3 separate regions of the Mus musculus genome follow, and regions 2 and 3 are each linked to region 1. A link is a contact called in public Hi-C and promoter capture Hi-C data. All regions are on one chromosome and are shown on one strand. The core of a region is the stretch at or near the end of the contact, and the rest is flanking DNA. Distances in the headings are between cores, read along the strand shown. Region 1 holds the start of Tmem260 (transmembrane protein 260). Region 2 holds the start of Mettl17 (methyltransferase like 17). Region 3 holds the start of Ero1a (endoplasmic reticulum oxidoreductase 1 alpha).

Evidence for each region. Promoter capture Hi-C pulls out the DNA fragments that hold promoters and counts their contacts. A called contact is a pair of places that touch in the nucleus more often than the background predicts.
Region 2: a Hi-C map of B cells shows a contact between it and region 1, with 6 read pairs. The contact joins the promoter of Mettl17 here to the promoter of Tmem260 in region 1. A contact is called at or near these places in 1 of 39 promoter capture datasets (pre-B cells) and 1 of 484 Hi-C or Micro-C datasets (B cells).
Region 3: a promoter capture Hi-C map of pre-B cells shows a contact between it and region 1. The contact joins the promoter of Ero1a here to the promoter of Tmem260 in region 1. A contact is called at or near these places in 2 of 39 promoter capture datasets (liver and pre-B cells) and 1 of 484 Hi-C or Micro-C datasets (uterus).

What each region holds. Positions count from the first base shown.
Region 1 is chr14:48,444,971-48,447,673 of GRCm38.p6, reverse strand. Tmem260 (transmembrane protein 260) reads right to left here and starts at 1,322. Exons shown (of 16, transcript NM_172600.4): 1 at 1,071-1,322. The coding sequence starts at 1,218.
Region 2 is chr14:51,883,474-51,886,176 of GRCm38.p6, reverse strand. Mettl17 (methyltransferase like 17) reads right to left here and starts at 1,335. Exons shown (of 14, transcript NM_001029990.1): 1 at 1,154-1,335; 2 at 873-1,026; 3 at 655-789. The coding sequence starts at 1,231.
Region 3 is chr14:45,317,236-45,319,938 of GRCm38.p6, reverse strand. Ero1a (endoplasmic reticulum oxidoreductase 1 alpha) reads left to right here and starts at 1,367. Exons shown (of 16, transcript NM_015774.3): 1 at 1,367-1,562. The coding sequence starts at 1,449.

The DNA.
Region 1 (2,703 bases), core at 73-2,572:
TAGATTTACCGACTCTCTCCAATAAAACAGGGCAGTGGCATATCACTTCCAGGATTAGGTCTCAAAAATGACAGAGGTGACAGAATGCTCTCTTGCTTTTGACAGGAATCAGCTATTTTATGAAGAGAGCCACATGGGATATAGGGCTAGACTTAAGTTTGGAAGTAGATACTCCCTAAACAGGGTCCTGAGAAGTTGCAACCCTGGCCCCCACCTTGTCTTGTGTTAGTGAATCCGGCTAAACTGCACCTAGAGATACTGATCCACAGACAGATGATAAATGCTCCCCCCTGCAGCCACCAAATCCGGGTGAACTTGTCAGGTAGTGAAATTATAAACAGCTCATGGGCTCTTCAGGAAACGGTTTGACTGTTCCATTACAGAACCATTCTGAAAACACGGCTGATTATTATGAGAAATTATTGATCACTTTATCTGGCTGTAAAAACCAAACCAAACCAGGGACTTGTTTCTAGACTCAGATATGTGAAAAGTATGCCCTAGCTTAATCTGTGTGAAACCTGTCTTTCATTTTCACAGGAAGAGGGGTGCTTTCAGTTGCATTCCCTTTTATGAGTTCCCCTCTAAATTTTCTGCATGGCTGGTTCCTTAATATTCAGGTTCTAACTAATACACCTCCAAGGTAGCCTTTCCTGACCTTCTGAGGAATCTACTCATTACCACTCCAACCACATTCTCCCTTAGTGCCTCCGTAACTCACCACTACTTAAAATGTAGTTTATTTAATAACCCGTTGTGTCGTCTCTAAACACAGTAGAACGCTCCATGCTATTTGTTAACTACTGTCAATCTTTTTTTGTCTGTGACACTGTAAGGGCACGACAGGTGATACAGGTAACAACGATCCGGGCAAAGTGGACAGTGGTTAAATTTCATCGGCTGAGCAGCTCGAGAACACAGAGACCAAGATCCAGAACCGGAAAGAGAACTGGTTCTGGAATTCAGAACCGTGCACGGAGCTCCAGCGAGGGGACGCGGGGCCGGGACACCGAGGCGGCGGCACCCGGAGGCAGGGGGGCGGGGAGGAGGGCGGCCTGCGAGTACTTTACCCGAGTCTCCCCCAGGCAGCGAGCGGGGCAGCGTGAGGGTGAACACGGCAGCCACGGAGGCGAACACGGCCACGCTGCCGCGGAGGGCCCCGGAGCGCCACGGCCCCGCTCCGGCTGCCGGGCTCCCGCCGTCGCCATGGAGACCCATGGGCCCGGACGCGCGCAGCTCGCGGACCGTGACCCCTCGCAGCGGTGCGGACCTTCCCTGGCCGAGAGGCGCGCACAGCCCGCGCCGGCTTCCGGTCTAGCAGGGCCGAGCGCACCATACCTTCGCCCGCCAGGTCGGGGAGGAGGAGATGGCGGGCGCACTCCGGCACGGCTTAGGAGTCTTCTGGGGGTCACTGCGCGTGGTACTGTGTCTGCGTCAGTGTGCTTTGAAGTAACGAATCACAAGGGAGCATAATTCCCAACGACATCAATCATGGGCCAGGCCTACTCGCACTATGCAGTCTCTCTCCCCCTTTCCGCACTGACTTGGTCCGTTCCAAAAGAGACGGAAGTGGCGTGGATAACGGTGAGCCAGAAAGCGCTGCTCTGCCCCCTGTGGCGTGGGGTGGAACTGCATAAGAGAGCCCCCTAGAAACCCAACAAGGAAGGGTTCCAACCATGTAGTAAGCCACAAATACATTAATTGCTATTATATTTTTCAGTGGACTCATTGATCGCGGCTATGTATTTATAGAGCCTTGCCTCATTAAAATTAATGTAAATCCATATGCTAATTATTAATTCACTAATTTTAAGATATTAAAATGTGCTAATTAGCCTTTTTTTAACATGAGAACTCAGTAGGTGAGTTGAAATACTTGAGTTAACAAAATTAACTCTTCATGATAAGAGTGTCTCCTACTTAAATGAAGAAGAATGATTTTTGTTTTTTTGTTTTTTTTGCTCTAAAAGTGGAAAATGAAATCAAGAGCCCACATAAATAATGCAAATGGAATGTAGAAAGAGATGGGAGCTACTAGACAATACACAGCACACTGCTGAGAATTGAATCTAGGGCCTCATGCAGGCTAGGCTAGTAAACATTTTAAGCTTGCAGTTTGCATTATTTTAGCAATTATTCAGTCTGGGAAGGGAGCGGGCAACCTCCTTAGAATCTGTGTCAGAATACACGGGAAATGGGCAACATTCACAAATGTGCTATTTGCAGTCTGACAGGAACACTGTGTCCAGGCTGTGAAGTTGATAGGCAGTAATTGTGCCCACCTATCTTAGTCTTTTCCTGGTGTTTATAAAATGCTTTATCATCTGAGCTCCTGGGACACAGGGGTTGGGCAGTGTACTTTCCTTATTGCATGAGAAAACACTATGACCAGTGAAACTTATAGAAGAAGCAGTTTATTTGGGAGAGATTTTCATGGCTGGGAGACATGGTAGCAAGTTCTCCATTGACGTCCATTGAGGAAAATGCTTTTCTTGGTAGCAAGAGATCATGAGAAATACACCTTTCAACTAGACAGCTTGTCCAGGATTATCTTGTATGTATGTGTGTTCATATGTGACAATGTGTGTGTGTGGTGGGGAGGGGAGTTGTCCAAGTCTGTACATGTAGAGACCAGAGGTCAATTTTGGATGTCTTCAACTATAGCTGCCCACCTTGGGTTTTTTTGTTGTTGTTGTTGTTAGT
Region 2 (2,703 bases), core at 86-2,585, 3.4 Mb before region 1:
GGCCATGAGAAGCCCAGAGTCTCGCTCTGTTCCTGCAGTTCCCGATGCAGATGCAGAACTCTCAGCTATTTCTTCAGCACCATGCCTGCCTGCATGCTGTCATGCTGACAACCGACTAAACCTCTGAAACTGTAAGCCAGCCCCAGTTAAAAGCTCTCTTTTCTAAGAGTTGCCGTGATTATGGTATCTCTTCAACAATAGAACACTAAGACACTACCCTGAACCAGGTACTGTGGGACGTGCAGGGAATACAAGAATAAAAGGCAAATTTACAATATGAAGTCCATAGTCTTAAAAATAATCTGAAATGTAATAATTTTCTATCCGAGGTGGGGTTTCGTGTTTACTGAACTGCCTGCCATATGGCCTTTACTTACCTGAATCAAAATATAGTCATAATCTCTTTGACTTGCAGCGGTGGAGGGGAAATTTTTTATAAAAAAACCCGAAAGACCAAAACTTCTGACCTTTACCCAATCTCCAAGGGCAACCTCTGGCCCAACCTACCTTCTTAGCAGGGCATCATCTAGTAGGGCTGTTACTACAGCATCAAATGAGAAACAGCAGTATTTATCTGAGAGATTTAAATTATTCTTTGATCCTAATTTCTCGTTGACATTTTAATCTGGTTTGCCTTTTAGTTTTAAGCCCTACCTTGTTTTTCCAGGAATTTTTTCTCAAGATACGCAGCCCGTCTTTGCAACTCCTCCGGCTCTACAGGTAAATGTCGGCTCCAGAGATAGTTGGTGAGTGCTTGCACCTGCTTCTCTACACTGCGCATGGGTCTCTCTGTGGTCACAGATGGAAAGGGTCATCGCTGCGTGCTGGCCTCGTTTGGTTTTATCTGGCTTCCCCTTCCCGCAGTTTCTCACCAAAAAGCATTAACTGTGCGGCGTCAGCCAGTGCTTGCGGCAGCTGGACGTGCGGAAGATGCAGGATGCCGGGATGCTTTCGATGGGGCTTCTTCCCCAGGAAATCCGACCCGTTGTCTACCTGGGACACACCGGGCACAAGGGCGGCGTATGCCTGCAGACAGCGAAAGAAACAGAATGGTTGCAGGTGCTTGCTGCCCGAGGCATCGCCGAGGTCGCTCCTCCTCCGAGAGATGTCTCTGGAAACCCAGTTCTCCGCCAGCAGAGGAAGATGCACTTACTCGGGACTGGGGTCCTCGAAGGCTGCGGCAGGATCTGCAGAACAGCAGCAGAAATCTCGGTGTCCTGGCGGTGGCCATGGCTTCAGGACACACCGGAAACGGAAGTACACATGCCTGTAACCCTCAGCCCAAGCAGCTAAGAGCATCTTCCGTGGAACTTCGACCCGGACGGTATCAACTAATGAGAAGAGGGAGTATTTGCTAACAGCCAATAAGCGACCTTATGTACCTTATGTACGTCTCTGCGAAGAAGGCCGTTCGTGGGAGGGGCTTAGCCTTCAGAAGGGGCGTGGTCTCAATGCTGAGCGTGGCTGCGGGCGAGACCAACCCGGCTTGGGCGTGTTTTGTGATGGGGAGGGATCAGTCTCACGGGTTAGGGGGGGCTAGTGGGGTAGGAGGGAGAGGGGTTGGGGGAGTAGGGAGATGGGGGCGGCGTGGAGGGGGAAGCAGTCTCACTGGGGTGGGGAGATAGAAGGGGACGTGGGGGGGTGGTAGGGAGTGGGACTTGGGAGGACAGAGGCGGGGGCAGGGCTGGGCGGGGGTGGGGGCAGGAGTGGGGCTGAGAGTGGGGTAGGCAGGTGAAAAGGAAAGTGTGGACTTTCTTTGTTTTCATTTGGTGCTGTAGAATTCTGAACCGTGGCTAGTTTCCCTTTGTGAGACGGGACAAGACCATAACAAAAATCAGATTTAGGCAGTCAACGATGAGCGCTAATAACTATTACAGTTTGCAAATTAATAAATATAAAAATTAGCTTACTTTTTTTTCACATTTGTTGTCTGCGAGTTTGCTCCAGGTTTTCTATCAAGAGCTTCCCACGTAGCACACCGAATTCCCGCCATCTTATTTCCACAAACATCTGTTGCTAACTTAATTTTTCACGTGGTTAATTTACCCAAGTTCATGAACTTAATAGGTGATAGCTGAATTAAGTGCTAGGGAGTCGAAAGTCAGAGTTACATTTTTAAACAATGCACCGTACTGGGTATTGTTGGTCCTTGAAATGCAAATGGAGAATTTTAAGCTAAATGTTCGAAGGGTTAATCAGTGTGTGTGTGGGGAAACAACAACAACAACAACAAAACCCCCCAAAACCTGGGGCTGGAGAGATGGCTCAGCGGTTAAGAGCACTGATTGCTCTTCTAGAGGTTCTGAGTTTAAATCCTAGCAATCACATGGTGGCTCACAACCATCTGTAAGGGGATTTGATGCCCTCTTCTGGCCTGTGGATGTATATGCAGCAGAGCACTCATACATCTTTAAAAAAAAAAAAAAAAAAGACTCATGGACCTGTAAATTCTTGGGTCCCGGCAGCAGTACTTTACCCAGCTGTGGTTTCCTCTTTAGCCTCTTGGGGGCAGAAGTTAGCTGACAGGACGAAGAGTACTCTATAGTCTTCAGTCCAATTAGAAAAGTTACAGGACCATATATGGGTATCTGTGTGAGCTGGATTCTTAGATGCTTGGTTTGTCTTATGTGGGTAGTAGAGGTTTGATTTTATCCAATGACTCTCTGGAGACTCGAGGGAGTGTGTATGTACGACAGCTGTGGA
Region 3 (2,703 bases), core at 118-2,617, 3.1 Mb after region 1:
TTGAGTCTTCCTACAATGTACATATGGATTGAAAACATATCTTACACACAATTATTAGTGAACTAAAAATAAGACTGGAAGACTGGTTGTGGTGGCAACAGGTGTTTAATCTCAGGTCTAGGGAGGCAGAGGTGAATTGATTTCTGCCTGTTCGAGGCCAGCGTGGTCCACAGTGTAAGTTCCAGACCAGTCAGGAATACACAGTGAGACCCTTCATCAAAATAAAAATGCACTACCCCAAGCTAAACGAGACAACGAAGCCAAGAAAACTGACGACATTGTCAGTTTTATGGAGCCGATGCACCTGTGTACTTCCAAGGCCAAGCTCGGCATTGCAAAGTGAATTGAATGGAAACTTGCTTTTAATCTGGAACAGTGTGAAAAGAACACCAGCAAAAACACCTGTAACAGAGACACTATGATCTGGTTCTAGAAAAGGTAAGTATGAGCTGGAATATAGCTATCGTGAAGACAATATTAGCTTATAAGGCCATATTATCTTACTCTGTGTACAGTGCATGCTATAGATAACAGGCTAAGCAAGGCTTCTCACTGCCTGACTCCAGTTCTTAGCAACAGCTTTCCCCATTTCCACTTATGAAACGAGAGATTGAATAGTCTTTACCACATTGCTCTCTAGCTTGTGAAATATGCCTAATTCGCATAAAATACAGCAAAAAAGGAGTCAATTTTTTATGAACAAATCGGGACTACACATTGAGCTAATATCTTCTCTATGCTAGTTTAATAAAAACATGTTTTTATTATTATATTTAAACATTTATTTATAAAATAGAGCCTAACTCTATAGGGCAGGAAGTATGTAGCTCAAGCTGTCTTTGACATTGAGCAATCCTCTTGCCACAGTCTCTGGAGTGTTGGATTATAGGTGTAAGCCGCGGTGCACAGCCCTTTGGAAACCAATTTCACCTGTTCCCTTTGTAGGATGTAGGAAGGGAAAAACTAGAAAGCCACTGAATCGTGTGTACGGCCGTGCTCCCCGAGATGAACTCCAACATCCTTTTAAAAGGCTTAGGCAGCCAGAGCACGGCGGACACGTAACCCAGGCTCGGGATTTCCTAGTGTTGAGAAAGGATGGGCTGGCTGGCGTGAGCTCCGGGGCGGGGCGGGCAGGACGGCGCAGGCCCCGGGCAGTGTGGCTCGGGGGATACCCCGACCCCGGAAGGACCGCGTCTTTGCGCCGGACGAGCTGCAGGCCAGGTGTACCGGAGGCGGGTGCGTGAGCGGGGCGCGCAGGAAGGCGGCCGCCCGAGGCTCGCGTGGACAGAGGCGCGCGCCGCTGCACGTCCGCAGGGGAGGCGGGAGCGCGGAGGGCGCAGGGCGGAGCGCGGGGCGGGGCCGGCGCAGGCTACTTCAGCGGGCGCGCGGCCTGCGCCGGGGAGCCAAGCACGGCGGCGCGGGTAGAGGGCGGTGGGCGGCGAGCGGCGATGGGCCGCGCCTGGGGCTTGCTCGTTGGACTCCTGGGCGTCGTGTGGCTGCTGCGCTTGGGCCACGGCGAGGAGCGGCGGCCGGAGACAGCGGCACAGCGCTGCTTCTGCCAGGTGAGGCGCGCGGGCGGCCCAGGGGCTGCGCATCTCCGGGCGCCGGCGATCCTGATGCGCGGCCCGCACCGCGTTCCCGATCGCCCCGGGACGGGGCACCCTTCGATGGGCGTGGGCGCCTGGCCAGCTTGTCACACTGCTTCCTTGCATCCTGCCTTGGCTGCTCCGTGTCCACAGGACCGGGGGTTCTGAATGGACCCGGCACCTGGGCACCTCGTGCGAGCGGTGCCGGGGACGTCCCCAGCCTTTCTGTTCCCGATATGGACTCTTGGGGAGACTAGTTGTTCTTTAGGTCTTGTCGTTGTCAAGAGGTTGAATGACCTTGAGGGGCTCTTTGGGTGGCCTGATCTAACTGCCTGGTGTCTTTGCGGCTGTTGTTGTCCTGTGACTTCTCGGCCTGTGTATGGTGCACCTTGCCCCTGAAGCTTATTCTCGTATACTGACACTTCCTTTGCGGAATCCGAGGTAGGCCCTAGCTCTTCTGTATTCAAGTTTGATTATGAGCTGTGATTATTTACTTCTGTAGGAGATGTGGGTTCCGTGAGCAAAACATTCAAAGAATTTTATTTTCTTAGTGTAGCCTGTAAATTTTGTATGAGGCCGTTTAGGCTAGGCGCATTGAAATAACTGTGAATTTCATTTTGCTGTCTTAAGGAAATGCTAACAGCTTGGAAATACCCAGAAGTATCATATTCAGTCGATGTGCTAGTCTCTTAGTGCTTTCTTGTAAAGCCTGGAAGAACTCTCGAATATTAGCGGTTCCCCAGACTTTCTTCTGTTTAAAAGTGTATTAGATCATTTTATTACTGAGATACTTAATATGTAAATTGTATTGTTAAACAGACGTTCACGACCACACCTGGCGCTGGCCAGCACCCTTTCCCCCTCGACTTGTTCATTACTGTTCTTTACGATGTTTAAAATACAGGTTTGTTTTGTGGGTATGTATATTGTACCTGTGAATGTACGCATTGTAGGGGGTGCTTTTAGTCCACAGCTTGCAGGAACCTCTCCCCAACCACCACATGGGACACCGGGATCCACCTCGGGTCCTCAGGCAAATGACCAAGCATTGGCTTTCTTATAGCCCTATAAGCAGTGGCTCTTCTTATAGCCACCTTTTTGGTGGACTTCGATTTCT